Regions from separate parts of the Pan troglodytes genome. Here region 2 is linked to region 1. A link is a contact called in public capture Hi-C data. All regions are on one chromosome and are shown on one strand. The core of a region is the stretch at or near the end of the contact, and the rest is flanking DNA. Distances in the headings are between cores, read along the strand shown. Region 1 overlaps LRRK1 (leucine rich repeat kinase 1). Region 2 has its middle 12 kb from the start of SELENOS.

Region 1 (3,735 bases), core at 48-2,547:
CTGAAGCACTCGGTCGATGGTATTTTGGTGTGGCAGCCAAGCTCAGACACCCTGGGAGCCTCAGTCTCCCCACGTGCAAAATGGGGAAATGTGGCCCATACCTCACGTTGTGAGGATGAGAAACTCTCACATATGTAACCTGCCTAGGGCACTGCCTGGTGTGTAGATCAGCTGCACATGTTAGCTGCTGGCATCACTGGCCTCCACGCAGGAGAGTGGGGCTTGAGGATACCTGCGTGTCACACGTGGGACAGAAAGAATGGGCGCAGCTCATATGCAGGGTTTTCATTTGAACATGGACATCTGTGGCATCGCAACAGGGCATTGAAGGGGAAGGCCCAAGATAAGGGCGATCCCCACTTTGGTGGAGCAGGAACCAGGCTACCCCGGCTGTCTCACCTGGGAACACCGTCTCCCAACCCACACACACCTGCCTCAGTCCCGGAGCGCTGGCGACCTCTGGTGGTGAAAAAGGCAATACGCTTCGTTTTCAGTCCATCTTCATTTCTAGGGGGAGGAAAAAGAGACAAAATTTGAGGCCAGCACGACAAAAACATTACTTTTGGCTGTGATGTTATAATGCCAAGCCACGGAGATAGGGAGCAATTCATGTGCAACTCTTCAGGGCCTGGCAGGGGCGCACGCTGCAGTGGCGGCTGCCTTTTTCACTGCCCCCACCCCTCCCCGCAGGGGCCCTCCTTGGGGTGCAAGTTCCACCGTGATATGCAGAAGTGGCCTTCTGCAAATAACGGGGGCGGCTGGTCTCCAGAGGCTGGCTGGGCTCATCCCGGCTTTCCACCTACTGGAAGGCTTTGGGGCTGGGTGCTTTTATTCAATTCCACGTCCATTTCAGTTAGTGATCAGCAGAGACTTTTGAACAGAATTACAGTTTGGGCTGAAGTGAGAGACAAGATTCTCCAGCAGACTAAAAATTAGAAACGAGAGGACACCATTAGGGGCTGTTTCCCCCCACATTCCTGTGTCGAAGCCCTAACCTCCAATTCCTCAGAATGTGACTGTATTTGGAAACAGGGCTGTTAAGGAGGTAACTAAGTTAAAATGAGGTCATTAGGATGGACTCTAATCCAATCCGACTGGTGTCCTTATAAGAAGAGGAGATTAGGTCACAGACATGAACAGAGGCCTGACCGCACCAGGACACAGGGAGAAGACGGATCCGCAAGCTAAGGAGAGGGGCCTCAGGAGAAACCAACCAGGCCTGCCCACGCCCTCACCTCGGACTTCAGCCCCCAGGGCTGTGAGGCAGTGATTTCTGTTGTTAAGCCCCCAGCTGGCGGCTCAGCAGCCCTCGCAGACTCACATGCCACCATTCAGAGGACCTGCTCGACCGTGGCCCCACACACCCTTTGGAATTGGCCAGGGAGGAGAGGCCCCTGCTTACTTGCCAAGTTGGTTTCTGGAGAGATCCAGGGTTTTGAGCTGCCTGCAGGTCCACTTCTCTTGAGGTGGAAGTGCCGCCAGCTGGTTCCCCTGTAACCTCAAGAACATGAGGGCCTGAGAGAGAGAGGGAGGGAGAGAGAAGCTAAGATAGCATCAGATACAAGAAGGGAGGGGAGACTGAAGAGCCAGTCAGTTCCCAACCACGTGCAGTCAAACGATTCCAACCAATTTTCCTTCACGCAGATCCCAGCTGTGTGGGGCCCAGCAGCCTCTTCGAACTCACGAAATGATACCAAACAGTGCGACGGGGGCTATCTATCTACAGGAGCTCCTCCCTCAAAGGCAGTGAGAGGCAATTATTCTAGAGTGAAAGGAGCCCAAGCAGCTGTCAGCATTAAGGATTCTTAAGAGTACTGATTACCGACCGGTGTGTCTCTCTGGGGAAAGTGCCAGACTCTGATGGTTTGGAGGACAACGGCTCACGGCTGGTGGGGGTGGCATGGGGCATGCAGTACAGTGCTGGTGTCTGCCGCCTCCTGGTGGGTGGCCTCCTGGGCCAGCCCAGGTCTGGGGACGGGGTGGCAGTGCCATCAAGGGTAACTGCCCTAGCCACATGCCCTCTGCTAGCCGACACAGTCCCAAGCTGGGCCCCTCAGGATTATCAGCATGTCTGGGGTGCCCCTCGTGGGTAGCCCTCCCTTAGCCCTACTGCAAACAGACCCTGCAGGGAACCCAGTCACCAAGGGGGATGAGGGGCTACCTTGCACCTGTAACACGTTTTATTCTTTTTTTGTTATTCTTTTTATTATTTACTTTTTTAGAGATAGGGTCTCGCTCTGTTTCTTAGGCTGGAGTGCAGCGGTGTGATCATAGCTTGCTACAGCCTCAAACTCCTGGCCTCAAGCAATCCCCCCATTTTGGCCTTGCAAAGTGCTGGGAGTACCGTTCTGAGTCACCATGCCCAGGTCTGAGCCATCATGCCTGGCCCACGTTTTACTTTGCAGGAGTACCTTAGACATGCTATCTCCCTGCTTGAGGACATCACCACAGCCACCAACTATCCCGCCCACAACCAGGGTGGCCTCAGGAGGGCCACAGGCTGTTTGCTGCCCCACATTAAATTCTCTCCTCCTGGTGCTTCCGTCTCCTTCCTTGTTGAAGGGGCTTACGCCACCGCCCACCATCAGAACCGCTGCAGCCAGCCCCCACCTGCTGAAATTCTATGGAGACCCTGCCTCAGGGCCCCCCAAGCCCCCACATGCCCACCCACCCCTTCCCAGTGTGGAGAAGGAGACCTCGAGCAGACACATTCCCTGCAGGCCCACAGTGAAGCTCTGGACAAGGCTCTGCCTCTCCTGATTTGCTGATTCTGGGCTTTGGGGGAAGCCAAAAATCCAAGCCTGCTAGTTGTTGGTGTGAAATACGAGAAGACAGACTCAGAACAGGGGCCCAGGGGCTGTGGACAAGGCCTGAAGGCCAGGAGTACCCTGCGAGGAGTATGATGTGGGACCCCCCCGGGGCACCTCCGCGTGGCTCCTTTCTTCTGAGAAGCGTGAGTCCTGTCCCTGGTTCCCTGGCTTTGCCCTGTGCTTGTCAGGAGCCTAGGACATGACAGCCCGTCCTCTCTGAGGATACACATGCTGAAGGGGCCTTCGCTGCCTTGTGGGGGTCGCCGCACACAAGAGGCTGCACCGGGCCTTGGAGGAGTGCCTGTGGGGGTCCTGGCAGTGGCCTGGCAGGACCGGGGGCTGAAGCCTGTGCAGGGTGGCCTGGGCACTCTGCCTGGGGATCCACCACAGGGCCCCTGGTGAGGCTGCCCTGATGCCTTTAGCAGGCACTGATGGGGCCCCTTCTGGGGTTGGCCCTGAGCTCCAAGCAATGGGTGTGATCCACGGCCTGTCTGCCTAAGGACCTGCCAACCACCTAAAACAACCTAAAGTGAGAAGGTACCCGTATTCTGGGGTAGGCACACAGGGCTCCGTGGAAAGGCCCTTCCTGGAGCTCTCAGTGTCCACTCAGCCTCATATATGGGCAGACCGTGGACTTAAAGAAAGCCCTGAGGGATACGAACCATAACCCCACCACCACCTGACACAGCTGCTTCTGCTGTCCACATTCCACCCTCATCGCTGTTCGTGGCCATGCATATTTTTGATAGCTGAACTTTTTCTTCACCTTTTCCCCTTATATTTATCTCAGAAGCTCAGGAAAAGCACATACATTTCACTGCAACACGGAGCAATTTTCTCTCAAAAGCCGAAAATGAGAAAGAAAGGGCTATTAGCCTTACATCAAGCTGGAAAAGTCCCAGGGGAACTTCTTTGAGTGCGTTTT
Region 2 (3,734 bases), core at 716-3,215, 260 kb before region 1:
GGAACCTTTAATGCCCCCAAACCTGAGAGCAGTTACCAGGACCTGGGGGGAGGGCCGCCCGACAGAGACCAGCCTTCAATAGAGACGCCAGCTTTCAGTGACCCAGCGAGAAGGACCACGATAAATGACCTTAGTCTCCTCCCCCCCACCAGTCTTTCTGCCTGTGCCTCCCATTGGCTGAGCCCAGCTGAAGGCGTGAGCCTCTGGGGATGGCATTAATATCTCTTTTTGTTTCTTTTTTTGGTGTTTTTTTTTTTTTTGAGATGGAGTCTCACTCTGTGACCCAGGCTGAGTGCAGTGGCGCGGTCTCGGCTCACTGCAACCTCCGCCTCCTGGGTTCAAGCCACCCTCCTGCCTCAGCCTCTTGAGTACCTGGGATTACAGGCACACACCACCACGCCCGGCTAATTTTTGTATTTTTAGTAGAGACAGGGTTTCACCTTCTTGGCCAGGGCGGTCTCAAACTTCTGACCTCAGTGATCCTCCCGCCTCGGCCTCCCAAAGTGCTGGGATTACAGGCATGAGCCACTGTGCCCGGCTTTAATATCTGCTAAGCTCATTAACCGATGCCTGCACTCAAGGTGACTGTTAGGGGTTGAGTTGTGTCCCCCAAAATGTGCTGAGGTCCTGCCCCCAGTACCTGTGAATATGCCCTTATTTGGAAATAGAATCTCAGCAGATGTAACCCAGTTAAGATGAGATCTGCGGAGAGGGTGGGCCCTGAGCCAATGTGATTACTGTATCATTGGCTAGGGCTGCCGTAACAAAATGCCACAGACTGGGTGTCTTCAACCACAGACGTTTATTCCCTCACAGTTCTGGAGGCTGGAAGTTGGAGGAGATGCTGCAGGACTCTCCTCCAAGGCCTCAATTCTTGGCTTGCAGATGGCCACCCTCCTGCTGCCTGGTCACAGGCTCTTTTCTTTGTCACAGTTACCCCTCCTGCCTCTCTGTGTCCTAATCTCTTCTTACAAGTACATCGGTCATACCAGACTAGGGCCCACTCTGATGGCCTCTTCTTAATTACTTCTTTAAAGACTGTCACCAAATAGTCACATTCTGGAGTACTGAGGGTTAAGGCTCCAACATACGAATTTTAGGGGGGACAATTCAGCTCGTAACAATTGGTGTCCTTATAAAAGAAGAGAAGAGGCCGGGCATGGTGGCTCAAGCCTGTCATCCCAGCACTTTGGGAGGCCGATGTGGGCAGATCACTTGAAGTCAGGAGTTCAAGACCAGCCTGGCCAACATGGCGAGACCCCATCTCTACTAAAAATACAAAAATTAGACATGGTGGTGTGCACCTGTAATCCCAGCCTCCCCACTGGGAAGCTGAGGCAGGAGAATCGCTTGAACCCAGGAGGCAGAGGTTGCAGTGAGCCGAGATCCCACCACTGCACTCTGTTCAGCCTGGGTGACAAAACGAGACTCTAAATAAATAAATCAAAGAGACACAGACACTGAAAGAAGGTGACCACGTGAAGCCCACGGCAGAGACTGGAGTGACGCAGCCACAGCCGCAAGCCAAGGAAAGCCTGGAGCCCCCAGAAGCTGAAAGAGGCAAGGAAGGATTCTCCCGTCAAGGCCAGGAGGGAGCATGGCCCTGCTGACACCTTAAGTTTGGCCTCAGAAACTGTGAGAGAAGCAATGCCTGTAGTAATAAGCCACCCAGTTTGTGGTCATTTGTTCTAGCAGCCACAGGAAATGAAAACAGTGGCCTTTGGCAAGCACAGTTCAACTCTCGGAATTTCCCTCGCATGTGACGAGATATGGTCCCAAGGCTCAGGGCACACGCAAGTTGCATGGATGTACCACACGTAGCTTGCTCAGCACCCCTCCCCAACAATGCTCCCCAGAGATGGTCCAGAGGACATTCCTTCATCAGAGCATAAAGCAAGTGCTGGTGGGAGAACCAGGACTCCTGAGCAGCATGCGAGGAAGGCCGGCTGGAGGGCAGTGGGATTGCGCCGTGCTGGATGAGGTCTGTTTGCCCCTCCACATCTACTCTCCACCCGGTTCCTGCCCCAGGAGGCTGACCTGTATGCATGCAGGGAGCCCTTCTATGCAGTCCGTTCAGGCCCTCTCCTGGGGTGCTGTCCCTAGGCCACCGTGACTGCAGGCACAGGTAACTTTCTCAATGGATAGGAACACCACCCCAGGTGCTCCGGCCAGCACAGTAAACCCTGAATTCCTTTTCCTGAAGTTGGACTCCAGCAAGCCTTAGGATCCATTCTCCTCCTCCTGACACCCTTAGGATCCATTCTCCTCCTCCTGACACCCTTGGAGTCCGTGGCCGTGATTCTTCCCAGACTCCTGCCACAGGGATGGATGAAGTCATACTACATTTTCAGTGATAGCTGTGTACAGTGAGCCTTGTACTTTTTGATCTGGGATTTTCTGGAATCAGACTCTTTCCATTGCCTGGAGGTTGTGAGGGGCGATGAGAGTGAAGCCTGCAGGATCAGCAGCAGCTGGAGAGACAACTGTCCCAGTACCTTAAGTGAAAGCTGTTTCTGCAGGAGGAAGCAGGCAGGGGGCTGAGATGAAGGGATTGGGAGGCTCAGCGTTCTCAATTCTCAGCCTCCTCTGTGTCGACCCGTATTTCAGGGTCCCGCTCCTTTCCCATCAGTGCCCTTAGCATTAAGGACCTGACAGGGGTCAGCATTTCATTGGCAATGCTGCTCTGCAGACCTTAAAGCCAGGCCTGGGCTGGGCTTCAGCCATTTCTCTCCTACAACTACAGGGGATGGGGGAGTTCCAGCAGGGCTAGAACTCACTGCATTCACTTCCTGTGGCTGCTGGAACAAATGACCACAGACTGGGCGGCTTCTAACTACAGGCATTGCTTCTCCCACAGTTTCTGAGGCCAAACTTAAGGTGTCGGCAGGGCCATGCTCCCTCCTGGCCTCGACGGGAGGATCCTTCATTGCCTCTTTCAGCTTCTGGTGGCCCCAGGCTTTCCTTGTCTTGTGGCTGCATCACTCTTCTCTGCCATGGGCTTCACGTGATCACCTTTCAGTGTCTGTGTCTCTTCTCTTATTTTCTATTTATTTATTTACTTATTTGAGACAGAGTTTCGCTCTGTCACCCAGGCCAGAGTGCAGTGGGTGACTCACTCTACAACTACAGCTCACTACAACCTCTGTCTCCTGGGTACAAGCGATTCTCCTGCCTCAGCCTCCCAGTTGGGAGGCTGGGACTATAGGCACATGCCACCACGTCCGGCTGATTTTTGTATTTTTAGTAGAGACAGGGTCTCACCACGTTGGCTCGGCTGGTCTTGAACTCCCGACCTCAATTTTCATCTGTGTTCTGCATTGGATCCTAAGTAACTTTAACTTGTCCTTTTCCCTGTACACACTCAAGGCCCATCCAAAGCAGCCAGGTGACCCCACCTTCTTCATAGTCATCCTCGTTGCCATTGTGCCTGCTTCACAGCCATTTGGCCTCCACTGCCTCGCTCTGCTCTCGTCCACTTTCCTCGGCCATGGCCATGGGTACTTTGAATGCCCATGATGCTCCTGCCTGCCATTGAGTAAGTATCAGAGTGCTGTTGCTCATTCCTTAAATAGCTGAGCGATCCTCTCCCCAGTCCCATTTTGAGAGTATGTCTCCCAAGACCACATTGTTAGTCATTAGGAAAATGCAAATTAAAAACCACAATGAGATACCACTACACACTTATTGGAAAGGCTAGGCTGGGCGCAGTGGTGGCTCACGCCTGTAATCCCAGC

Evidence for each region. Capture Hi-C pulls out chosen DNA fragments and counts their contacts.
Region 2: a capture Hi-C map of stem cell-derived neural stem cells shows a contact between it and region 1, with 6 times the contacts expected there. The contact joins two enhancer-like sites. A contact is called at or near these places in 5 of 7 Hi-C or Micro-C datasets (blood, induced pluripotent stem cells, a lymphoblastoid cell line and 1 more), 1 of 1 datasets of contacts at active chromatin or transcription factors (stem cell-derived excitatory neurons) and 1 of 1 other capture datasets (stem cell-derived neural stem cells).

Annotation. Positions count from the first base shown.
Region 1 is chr16:92,877,958-92,881,692 of NHGRI_mPanTro3-v2.0_pri, reverse strand. LRRK1 (leucine rich repeat kinase 1) reads right to left here. Exons shown (of 34, transcript XM_016927549.4): 10 at 3,692-3,735; 11 at 1,403-1,515; 12 at 431-507. Among named protein-coding and RNA genes, the nearest start is that of LRRK1, 94 kb to the right of the region's middle. Within about 2 kb of position 1,297, at least 2 of the 24 cell types and tissues checked have an H3K27ac peak or open chromatin away from gene starts, as enhancers often do. A contact at or near this core is called in stem cell-derived neural stem cells, where this site is marked.
Region 2 is chr16:93,135,037-93,138,770 of NHGRI_mPanTro3-v2.0_pri, reverse strand. No RefSeq gene overlaps it. Among named protein-coding and RNA genes, the nearest start is that of SELENOS, 12 kb to the left of the region's middle. Within about 2 kb of position 1,965, at least 1 of the 24 cell types and tissues checked has an H3K27ac peak or open chromatin away from gene starts, as enhancers often do. A contact at or near this core is called in stem cell-derived neural stem cells, where this site is marked.